Regions from separate parts of the Sus scrofa genome. Here regions 1 and 3 are each linked to region 2. Evidence: chromatin contacts called from public HiChIP or PLAC-seq data. All regions are on one chromosome and are shown on one strand. The core of a region is the stretch at or near the end of the contact, and the rest is flanking DNA. Distances in the headings are between cores, read along the strand shown.

What was found. HiChIP or PLAC-seq counts read pairs in DNA pulled down with a chosen protein or histone mark.
Region 1: an H3K27ac HiChIP or PLAC-seq map of alveolar macrophages shows a contact between it and region 2. The contact joins two enhancer-like sites. A contact is called at or near these places in 1 of 47 Hi-C or Micro-C datasets (fibroblasts) and 2 of 2 datasets of contacts at active chromatin or transcription factors (alveolar macrophages and skeletal muscle).
Region 3: a contact with region 2 is called in an H3K27ac HiChIP or PLAC-seq map of alveolar macrophages. The contact joins two enhancer-like sites. A contact is called at or near these places in 1 of 47 Hi-C or Micro-C datasets (skeletal muscle) and 1 of 2 datasets of contacts at active chromatin or transcription factors (alveolar macrophages).

The regions. Positions count from the first base shown.
Region 1 is chr13:109,812,615-109,816,609 of Sscrofa11.1, reverse strand. All of the region lies in intron 3 of TNIK (TRAF2 and NCK-interacting protein kinase), which reads left to right. Among named protein-coding and RNA genes, the nearest start is that of SLC2A2, 200 kb to the right of the region's middle. Within about 2 kb of position 1,824, at least 6 of the 83 cell types and tissues checked have an H3K27ac peak or open chromatin away from gene starts, as enhancers often do. A contact at or near this core is called in alveolar macrophages, where this site is marked.
Region 2 is chr13:109,969,579-109,973,133 of Sscrofa11.1, reverse strand. The region is part of intron 1 of TNIK (TRAF2 and NCK-interacting protein kinase); the gene reads left to right. Among named protein-coding and RNA genes, the nearest start is that of TNIK, 81 kb to the left of the region's middle. Within about 2 kb of position 1,428, at least 2 of the 83 cell types and tissues checked have an H3K27ac peak or open chromatin away from gene starts, as enhancers often do. A contact at or near this core is called in alveolar macrophages, where this site is marked.
Region 3 is chr13:110,126,560-110,130,279 of Sscrofa11.1, reverse strand. All of the region lies in intron 5 of LOC106507999 (a long non-coding RNA gene), which reads right to left. Among named protein-coding and RNA genes, the nearest start is that of TNIK, 76 kb to the right of the region's middle. Within about 2 kb of position 1,724, at least 10 of the 83 cell types and tissues checked have an H3K27ac peak or open chromatin away from gene starts, as enhancers often do. A contact at or near this core is called in alveolar macrophages, where this site is marked.

The sequences.
Region 1 (3,995 bases), core at 575-3,074, 160 kb after region 2:
GTGGGATTTTTCTAAGCTGTCTGTCAGCTGTTCATAAAAGCTGAAAGACAAGAGTCTTCCCTTTGGCCCAGAAATGGATTATTTAATGTAAAGAGAGATAGAATGAATGGGTCACACAAAGGTAATCAAGAAGCAGTATATAAATAAGAAAAATGCAAAGAATGTCTGTAAGTTAGACTTCAATCTGTACCTTCTCTGGTCTAGTTCCTTACCTTTGATAAGTATACATTATATACTACACTGTTAACTATGATACTAATTTCACTATTTTTTATTTATATCACACATTGTGTTGACTTCCTTCCTTTCCTTATTATTTATCAGAATTTCTCTTTAAATTATATGCATTTTAAAATTTATATGCTTTTTTAACAAGTAAAAAATTTTGTTCCCATATGTTTATAAGCACTTGATAACGTAATACTTATATTTGTCATAAATACATTGTTCCAGTCTCAGAGGTTGCAAGCCAGTTCTAATATTTAATCCCAGTTGATTTATTAATTCACCTGGCCTTTACTGAATAAGAAAATCCATGTAGTTTATTTTAATTAGGTTTAGGTTCTGCCACTTGCAAGAGAAAGCTCAAAATAACAGAGGCTTCGGTGTGATGGAGGTGTTAGGCTCTCTGATGCTAAAGGTATCTAGAGTCGACAGCCCAGGAATGTATAGCAGTGATGTGGTGGCATAGGAGGGTGTTTTTATCTGCTCCATCATTCTAACACACAGCTTCCACACTTAAGGTCAGTTCCAAGACTAGAGGTGGTTGTTGGATTTCCATTGATCACATTCTTTGGCAGGCTAGAAAAAGGGGAGTAGGAGGTGGGGAGGGGCGGAGTCGGTGAGGGCAGAAGGGTACAGAAGACAGCCTCTTCCAGTAAAATATTTTCTACTTACGTATAGCATTTCTGCTTACTTATGCTTTCATTGGCTCTATCTAGCCACAAGGGAAACTGGGAAATGTAGTCTCTGATTCTACCAATGTGTCCAGGTAATTGGAGTTCTATTACTAGTCAGGAATGAAGGGAGAATGGATGCTTGTATTGTTTGTTAATTAGTAGGGTCTGACACAAAAAAAGTCAAATCAGATATTATCATTCTCTGCATAGAAACCCATTAGAAATGTGTAAATCTTTTGCAGAGCTCTCACCACAAAACAAGTTAGAATTTATTTTGCAATTCTGCTGAAGTCATACTACTGTATTTTCCTTGGATTGAATAGGATCTCCAATAATGTGATGCACTTGGCAGTTGCACAACTAATGGATATGGATGGCATCCAAGACATTCATGCTGTAAAGTTCTATTATGTGGTCCTGCAGAACTGCAGCTGAGTTCCAGGACATCATTAATCACAGAGCACGAGTGTGCACAAAGCTGTATATTGACGCACAAAGTATGACTTGAAAGCACTGAATATCACTTGTTCTGGTTCTATTTGTGAGACCTAAAATAGCTCAGAGAACCATATACTATTGCTAGACCACCTTCCTTGGAATCATAAAAGTTGCACAGCGATTTATCCCAGTATTTGTATTTTTAGTTTAAGGAGAGTCACTTAGCCTCTCTAAACGGATTCCATAAGGCAACTGAGGCCTAAAGAAAATGATTCAAAGACTATTTTCTCAATTCTCAAGGATGATACAGAGCTAGCATCATTTTCAATGCATAGGAGTGTCAATCCATTGCACACAATGGATGCTTTATAGTATTTAGGCTTAATTCTCTTGAGGAATTTCTGTTGAAAGGGCTGGCTAGTTCCCTGATTTAGGCACATATTGCCCATTACGTAACCACTGACTCTTGACAAAGACAAACATGGATACACATCGGGAAATGGTTTTCTTATTTCCCATGGTGTATGATACATCATCAAATGACTCTTGTATCACCCCTTACATATCACAGTCAACATAAGATTTCCTTTGTGAAACTCATGTGGTATCCTCAGAAAACAATCTATTTCATTCTACCATGTTGTCTTTTGTGTATTATGGAACGCTGCAAAAGCTTCTTACCAATTATTATAATTGTGCTCATTATAGCTGCTCTGAGATGAATTCTCAAAGGTCGGCTTTGTTAATTGTTTGCAGTGATCTTCTGCAAAGTTACTATAGTTTATTGTAATGAAATTGATAAAACTGTAATCTTGAAATCAATTTTTTAATTATTGTTTTTATTCTCTACCACTTCCTTTTTTAAAAGAAAATAGCCATGGATAAAACTAGATATAATGCTTATGTTCTTCAGTTTTTAGAGCTGAGATGCTTCCACATTTGCTAATATTTGCTTCAGAATTAGGCCTTAAACTCAGACTCAGTCTTTGAAGTTCTTTCAGTTTCTGAAATAATTATGAGAATTTCTGCATTTTGTCGCTTTGGGGGATTCCTTCCCAGCTGGATTTGTGTACTCTAATCATCTAAACAAAATTAGACCCTTTAGGGTAATGTTACTCGAAGTGGACGAGCAGCATCTGTGGACTATCAGCACCCCTGGGATGTTCATTAGGAATGCAGATTCCTGGGCTTGCTGAAGAGTCCTGGGTGGAGCCTCAGAGGTTGCCTTTTCTGCTGCTGAAAGAGCTTCATGTGCATCAGAGTTAGAGAACAGTTTTCTAGGGTCTTGTATTTCTTGCTTACTGGTCACTGAGTAGGATGAGACTATGATTCTTTAATAACCCTGCAAATAATCCCCATCTTCATTTGGACAAAAATTCCTGGTGTAAACTAGTCCCTTTACAGTGATACCTTGGACCCCATATAGGACTTAACAACATAATAACTTAGTATGCTAAGCTTCCATCTTTACAATGCCTGGTTGCGATCATATTCCTCAGGACACTCTGAGTTGTGGTACCAAAGCCCCGCTCAGAATGAATAAAGCTGAAAACAGAATTCATTGTCCTGCGTATATTTAAAAAAAAAAAAAAGCTCAGCAGGATCTAGGAAGTCACCTGATTGACTAGGAATTTTATTTCTCTCCAATTCTGGGCTCTGCTTTCTTTCCACTAGCAGCTTCAGGTTCATGTTCTAATTACTCCATTACCCTTAGTCCCAGCAAATGCCAGTCTGAATATCAGTGGCTCAGCTTGGGCCATGTCACCACCCCATAACCAATTCATGTTTCTCTTCAGCCATGTCAGGGTTGGATGCCTGGCCCTGGAACCTACCATAGGGGCTGAGAGTTGGGAAGAAGGATGCCCCAAAGAAAAACCTGAGAGCTGTTAAAGCAAAGGGTAGGAAAGATGCTGGGCAGGTAAAAACGGGAGAAATATATTATTATGAGACCGTATCATTATAGTGGATATATTTAAAACCTATTTAATCATTAAGCAAAGTGCCTCTCTAGGTTATTTTTTATATTCCAGCCCAAAATAATAATAGTGGCAGAAAACATTGATGGAGTGATTATTATGAGCCAGCACTTTTTAAAATACTTTCCATATCTTGATTTACTGAATGCCCTCAACAGCCACCAAACTCCATTATTAATCCCCTTATAGAGATGAAAAAACTAGGTGCATTAAGTACCTTGTTTAATGTTAAGGTGCAGATGGTGCAGTGAATATTTCAACCTGGGTATTTTAACTCTATCTTTGAAGTTCATCCTGTTAACCACATTGCCATAGGTCCTCAATTAATATAGGCTATTTAGTGTTTAATTTAGCATGATTTTTTATTAATTTATTTGATAAACTTTACAAAACACCTACTTTATGACAGACATTAGAAATTCAAAGATGAAAAAGAGTTCCTTCCCATTGTGGCGCAACGGAAACGAATTCAAGTAGGAACCATGAGGTTGCAGATTCAATTCCTGGCCTTGCCCAGTGGGTTAAGGATCTGGCACTGCCGTGAGCTGTGGTGTAGGTCATAGACGTGGCTCAGATCCCGAGTTGCTGTGGCTCTGGCGTAGGCCGCCGGCAGCTGTAGCTCTAATCAACGCCTAGCCTGGGAACCTCCATATGCTGTGGGTGCGGCCCTAAAAAGCAAAAA
Region 2 (3,555 bases), core at 179-2,678:
GACTTGAGCCTGCTGATGCCACCTGAATTTCATCAGCTGAGAGACAGAATTTATTCCAGCATCCCAGGAACCCAAAGAAATTAATGTGTCTTCCAAGTTGTGTCACTAATTTCTAAAGAGACACTTGTTTGTCCACAAATATCTGACCCTGATTGTTAAGTGTGTGGTGATCTTGGTTGACAAACACTAGGTTTTTCTTTTGCTGGCTTTATTAGTTGAAAATAGATGAAATATAGACTGAGTTGTCTATTAAATGAACTCTTTCCCAGGGAAAAAGAAAAGGAAGGAAAGAAGTTAGTATTTGTTGGCCCTGAGCTAGACTGGACACTTTCACAGTCTTCACAGTAACCCTGTCTGGGAGATAATATAGTCCCCGTTTTAAAGATGAAGAAGTTGAGACTTAGGGTAGTTTTGAAAATTTGCCCAAGGCTGGAGAGCTAGCAAGTGGTAAATCAAGGGCCGGGAATGCGGATTCCATGAAGCAGATGAGGTAGTGAGTGGTTAAGAACCCAGGGTTTGGAATCTGACCCACCACCCATCCTGGCTCAGCCACCCCTCAGTGGTGTGATTCTGACTTGGAGCTTACTCTCTCTGGGCCTCAGTTTCCTCCACAGTAAAATGAAGACCACAATAACATCCACTTGATAGAACTATGATCATTAAATAACCTATTCATGGAAAATGCTTAGACTAGTGCCTGGCACATTAAAGGATCATGAAATGTCAGAGATTATTGTGTTTTTATTATTACGACTAACCAAATTTGCCTTCATCAGGACTTGCTGAGAAGTTACATTTTCTTTCATGGAACAGCTTGTCTTTTGATACGTCGTTATATTTCATTATGAAATAATGTAAACTACTCTACCTTAGAATTAAATTTTCTTTTCAGCCTCCCAGCAAAGGTTAAGATCTGAATAAAGGCATGTGTAGCCAACAGGGATTTCTGACTTTGGTAAATGTCAATGATTTGCTCTTTTCTCCTTGGTGTATGTAACCTTCTTCCATGCTGCCCGTCCTGGCTTTACGAGCCACTAAGCAAACATGAGAGGAGAATTAAGCTGATTCTTGTCTCTTAGCTTTCCTGTCTTTGTAACATGATTATTAAGCATAGAGTCTTCTCCTTTTTGCATTGCACATGGTCACATCCTGACAGCCTGTCTTCTCCACGCACCTGCGGCACATCTTACACCAACGGGTTTTATGAATTTTCTTTAGAGCTGAGAATACTGTAGCAGCTTATGCCTGTGACAAGTTTTGTACAGTTGGGAGACGAGTTGGGGGGTGCAGAAGGGGCAGTGGCCGGGACAGCTTTGTCTAGATTGAAAAAGAAATGACATAAGCTTGTTAGACCTTTGGCTCTACATTCTGATCCCCTCCCGCTCCTTTTTTTGCAACTTCCTCTACATATGCTGTGGAGCACTGGAAGTGGGATGTCAACCTCATTGAGTAAATAGTTATGTCTAGCAGTTACGTGTCGGACACCATGATAAGTGCTGGAAAACACTGAGATAAATATGCTCCAGTGCTTGCTCTCGAGCCATTTATAATTCATCAGGGGAGAGAAATGGAAGGGCAAATAGTGTTGTGTGAAAGCAGTTATCATAGAGCCACGCACAACATGCTCTGGGTGCACTGAGGTGGGGCACTGATTTGAGGAAGGCTGCACAGAGAAGGTGTCACCCTGGACCTTCACGGATGGGCTTACCTCATAGAGAATGGTAGAAGGAAGAATCTCTGTGGCAGACCTTATGAACTAAAGGAGAAAGCCATGGCCAAGTGTGATGTATCAGGCAAGTGAGGTTTAAGGTGGTTGGTTTTAGCACACAGCGATGGAAGATGACGCTGGGACTGAAGGCTGAGCCTAAAAATGACAGGACCTTGACTTTGAATTCGAACCACATTGGATGGGATTTTAAAGCGTGGCGTGTTGTGTTGAGAAATGTCTATTTCAGAAATGTTGTGTTTAGAAAGATCCATTAGAAGGATGGATTGAAAGGAGGAGAGAATTGATTGGAAGTAAACAATCCCAGCAAGAGATTGGAGGCGGGTATATTGTATGAACAGTGTGGAGTAAGTGCATATGGTGGACTTTGAGAGAGAAAAATCACTAGTTCTTAGGGAACAAGATGGGGATGGAAGCTTGGGCTCAGCCAACTTTTAAGATATGGGCAGAAGAAACAATCTCTATGAGAAGCTGAGTGGTATGATGGAAGACAAAGGAGAGGTCGGTTTCAACAAGCATCACAGTGCTCAGCAGTGTAAATGCCTCAAAGGGAATAGCCAGGACAGGTTGAGAAGAGAACATTAGAAACAAAGAGATTGAGGTCATTGGTGAGCCATGGGAGAAATTAGAGTCCTGCAAGAATGGAGAACACAGCTGAGTGCTAGCAGTGTTCTAGCTTTGTCACTGTTCCCCAAGAAAGTCACATGTACATGCATTTGTGTAAGAGAACATTCACAAACATCCAACTCTCTAGGTGCTCGGTTAGAGGGATAGTGGAGAGGGAAGCTTAGAGCCGGGACTAAGCTCAAATGTCCCAAAACAATTTCTGCCTTGTGCTTTGTAGGATCTCAGATAGCCCCCCTTTGGAAACACCATGAAGCTGGTTGTGCCATTTTGTCTTACTACTGTCAGTATATTATGGAAGGTAGATGCTTAGAGACTTCTCTTCCGGTTCTAGGTGGGTGCTCATTTCTAGCCGCAATGCTTGTGGATGCTGTGATGGGTCACCCAGATTCCCTCTCCACTATTGAGGCACCTGTTGTCTACCTGCTTGGAGACAGGTGGCTAGCAATGGTTCTCACCTGGGAATTGTCCTCAGTTGAAGAGTGTCACTTCACCCAATATCATAGCTTCTGGGATGAGGCCAAGTAACAGCCTGCATGCAAAGACTAGTCAATGGAGGTGGGGTACTGAGGCCCCCTTGCCTCAGGGGAGGGTAATTTTGAAGAGTGAGTCATTCCCAAACCAGAGCTCCTTTAGCAGCAGATGAAGTCTCTATTCTGCTGCATTGTGTTGACCTTCTCCATCTGTTCAGTCTGGCCTTTCTTCCCTCATTCCCTGCTGGTGTTGATTCCGAGGCACACCCCAATTAACCCTCTGTGTAAATCTCAGCTATTCTCAGAGTCTGTCTCCCGGGGAACCACCCTAATTTGATGATTATTTCCAGTTTGGTTGCCTACCCAAGGCGGGTTGCCAGTCAGACTCTGCAGTCCTGCTGACCTTTGCTTCCGAGCCCCTTGGATGTGTCCCCTGCAAAGAGCCTCTCTCCCCGCAGTTGGAACGGAAGTCTTGGCATTGAGCCTTGGCTCCAACTGGCTAGGCCATATGCCTATTAAAGGACTATTGGAGGAGAAGAAGGGGTCTAGAAGTCAGCTGCCCAGCTCCTCTTGAGACCTGACCATTAAACTCCAGCCCTGAGGAGGGGTCTGTGTGGTGGGGTGACCCCTGGGTGACGAGGCAGGTCCCCCGTTTCTGCTCCTGTTTCCCCCTCTGTCCCTCCTCTGCTTCCCAGGCTCCTTAAGGCAGCTAGTGGTCACCACGTTACAACT
Region 3 (3,720 bases), core at 475-2,974, 160 kb before region 2:
ATATTTGTGGAAGGAAACAAGGCTGTGTTCTCAGAACCGCCCATATGCAGGTGGTTGAAAGAAGAAAATTTTTTTTTTTTTAATTATACTGAAAGATTTCCGCTCCTCTGTTTTTTAAGGTTTTGTACTTCTTAGCTGTGTGACCTCAGACAAGTGACTGAACTTCTCTGGACCTCAGTTTGCTCATGTGTAAAAGTGTAAAAGTGTATGGCTCATGTCTAAGAGTACATGACTCAGAGTAAGCAGGTTACATTGTTTCTTGTTGTTGTTACTGTTATTATCCTCAACATATCTATTTGTCATCCTGGGAACCATGCACGGAAGGCATGTGATATCTGTACTGCATACCCCAAGAACTCACAGAATATTTCTGCTTGAAGGGAAAGGTTTGAAAACCAGCTCTTGCCTCCTGAAGCCCTCCCTCAGTGGAAACAAAATTGCTTTTAAAATACAACACCATAGTAGCTCTTTTTAAAAATCCCAAACACAATTCCAAAAGTTCTTAAGAAATTAAAAAGTCAACCCCAAAAATAAATTCTAATTTGAACTACAGACATTGGGTGATTATATCATGTCAATGTAGGTTCATAAATTATAGCCAATGCACTTCTCTTGTGGAAGTGTTGATAACATGTGGGGGCAGAGGGTTTATGGAAAATCTTTGTACCTTCACCTAAAGTTTGCTGTGAATCTAAAACTTATCTAAAATACAGTCTTGTTTTTAATTGAAGTATCATTGATTTACAATGTTGTGTTAGTTTCAGGTATATAGCAAAATGATTGAGTTATACATATATATCTATTCTTTTTCAAATTCCTTTCCATCATAGGTTATTAGAAGATATTGAATATAGTTCCCTGTGCTATACAGTAAGTCCTTGACATTTATCTAATTTATATAACAGTAGTATGTATCTGCTAATCCCAAACTCCTAATTTATCCCTCCCCTTTTCCCTTTTCCTAACCATAAGTTTGTTTTCTATGTCTGTGAGTCTATTTCTGTTTTGTAAATAAGTTCATTTGTATCATTTTTTTAAGATTCTACAGATAAGTGATATCATATCATATTTGTCTTGTCTGACTTAATTTCACTTAGCGTGATGATCTCTAGGTCCATCCATGTTGCTGCAAATGGCATTATTTCATTCTTTTTACATCAAAAAAAAAAAAGTCTTTTAAAAAGTCTGACAGAAATGCTCTAATTGTGTTTGTGAAAGAAGGAATCACTGCATTTTGTGCCAGGAGGAGAGCAGGCCAGCTGGGCCAGGGCAGCTGTGGCTCTTCGGGGCTGGAGCTGGGGAGATAGCTTTGTGTTTTGTGAAAGGCAGCCAGAGGACTAGAATGGGTACCAGCTGGGGACCGGACTCTGATAGCACCTAGTGAGACATATTCTGTTGCTCTTCCCACACAGTTCAGATGCAGGTGAACTCCTGGGAAAGAGCCTCCAGGTTAGACTCTTGTTACAGGAAGTGCCCAGTGAAGTGCCCAGTACTCTTGCCCATGATCATGGTGAGGTGAACTATGGTTTTTTCTTTTTAAGAAAACACCCTGAAGTGGGACTGAGTAGCAATCTTATAGGAGTAGGCTGTTGATGGCAGGGGAGGGGTGCTGACAGTTTACTGCCCTGCCTTGGTAATCAGACAAGCCTGGTTTGAAATCTTAATCTCATCACCTGGCTAACTGACCTTGGGCAAGTTACCTAACTTCTGACCCTTAGCTTCTCATCTGTCAAGTGATAAAAATAGGACCTGACTCAAGGGCTGATGTGGGCTCTAGGGAAAGAGTGTGTATATAAGGCACTTTATAATGCTTGGTTAACAATGGCTAATTTTTTTTATTTATTTTTTTTGAATCAGAGACTCTAACTCTTTCCACCCTTTGCTTTTGTCCTTCAGAACAGAAAGGAAAAATTTCTGCCTGTTACTTCCAATTCCTGACATTTCATTAGCTTCCACAGCAGATTTCCTAGTGGAGATTTTCTTCCTTGTTCTCACAAAGATCCAGGATTAAATTGGGGAAGGGTTAGTGATGAAATTGTTCTTCTTTTCTAAAGGTCAGAAGCTAAGTTCATGTTTCTCTTACTGGTTTCTCTCTGACTCATCCCAGTGCCTAAAGCAAATTCTATATTTCCGGTCTCATTTTATTTGTCAGAAAAATGGGCTTTATTTAATGATTTTCTCTCCTTGCCTTTCTGTTTGGGGACATTCTATAAACTGCATGTGAATGTTTTGCTTCCAATTCCCTCTTTCAGGAGATGTTTTAGATTCCTTTCCAGTAAAATAAGAAATGGGGGAGGTGTTTCTCCAGTAGTGGCATCAGAGAACAATAACACACAGCCATGCTTCTCAGCTTGGTGTGATTTTGCCCCAGGGGACTTTTGGCTATGTCTGGGGACATTTTGGGTTGTCTCACAACTGGGGGCCCCAGTTGCTACTGGATGTTGGGGGGTAGAGGCCAGAGATGCTGCTAACCATCCTACAATGCACAGGATAGCACACCACGAAGAATCATCTGGCCCAAATGCCAATAGTACCAAAGTTGAGAACCCTTTCCATCGAAGTCTCTATATGTTAACTTTTTCTTTTTACACTGCCATCCTTGAACTCAGTTTTCTTTACCTCCCTAATCAAACCTCCTTCCCTCTCTCCTACCCATCTTGCTATTCCTTCCCCTTCTAGAACTAAGTCTTTTTTCATTCTCTCTCTCTCTTTTTTTCTTTTTTGGCTGCACCAGGGCATATTGAAGTTCCCAGGCCAGTGATCAAATCCCTTTCTGGGACCTACACCACAGCTGCAGCAATGCCAGATCCTTAACGCACTGCACTGGGCCAGGGATCGAACCTGCGCCTCCACAGAGACAAGCCAGATCATTAATCCACTGCACTATACCGGCAACTCTCTATCTTCTGCCCTATCGTTGTTTGCTGCTTCCTAATCCTCCAAAGCTCCCAGTCCTTGGGCAGTATTTATAAAGTTGCTTTTCCACCTTGGTCACTAATTCACTATGTGCCCTTGCACGTCATTCCACTTCTATGGGTCTCAGCTACCTCCCTGTACATAGACACAGGACTGAATGACCTAAGGCTCCAATCTGTGACCAACAATTGTCTTGCTATTTCAAAAGCCTAATAGTCTTACTAGAAAATCTTAGTGTGAGAGAGGGTCCGTATTTAAAAAAAAGAAAAAATCAGTTTCAGTTTACTGGTATATAGTAAGAAAGAAAAATATGTTTATGCCAGTATGTTAATATAAGGAAAATTCAATCCTATGAAGGCAACTGGGGTAAGATAAAATCTGTGGGCAAATCGAATGAATTAAAAAGATTTATTGCAGCATTATTCGTAAGAGTAAAAAGTTGTAAATACACAGAGCCAACAATTGGGGATGAGACAAAGAAGCATGGTGTGTTTATATGATAAAATAATTATTATGAAGTTTTTAATAACTTGGAAAATGCTTAAATGCAGGTAACAAAATTATATATAGTTTATACTCATATTTCGTGAAAGAGAATGTTTCTTAGAATTAAAAATATTTTTTTGGCCATGCCCTCAGCACACGAAAGTTCTTGGGCAAGGGATCTAATCTGTGTCACAGCAGTGACCTGAGCTGCTGCAGAGTCACTGCAAGAACAATGCCAGAACCTTAACTTGCTGAGCCACCAGGGAACTCCTAAAGTGAAATTTTTTAATTAAATTATTTTGCCTTTTCTTACTTTAA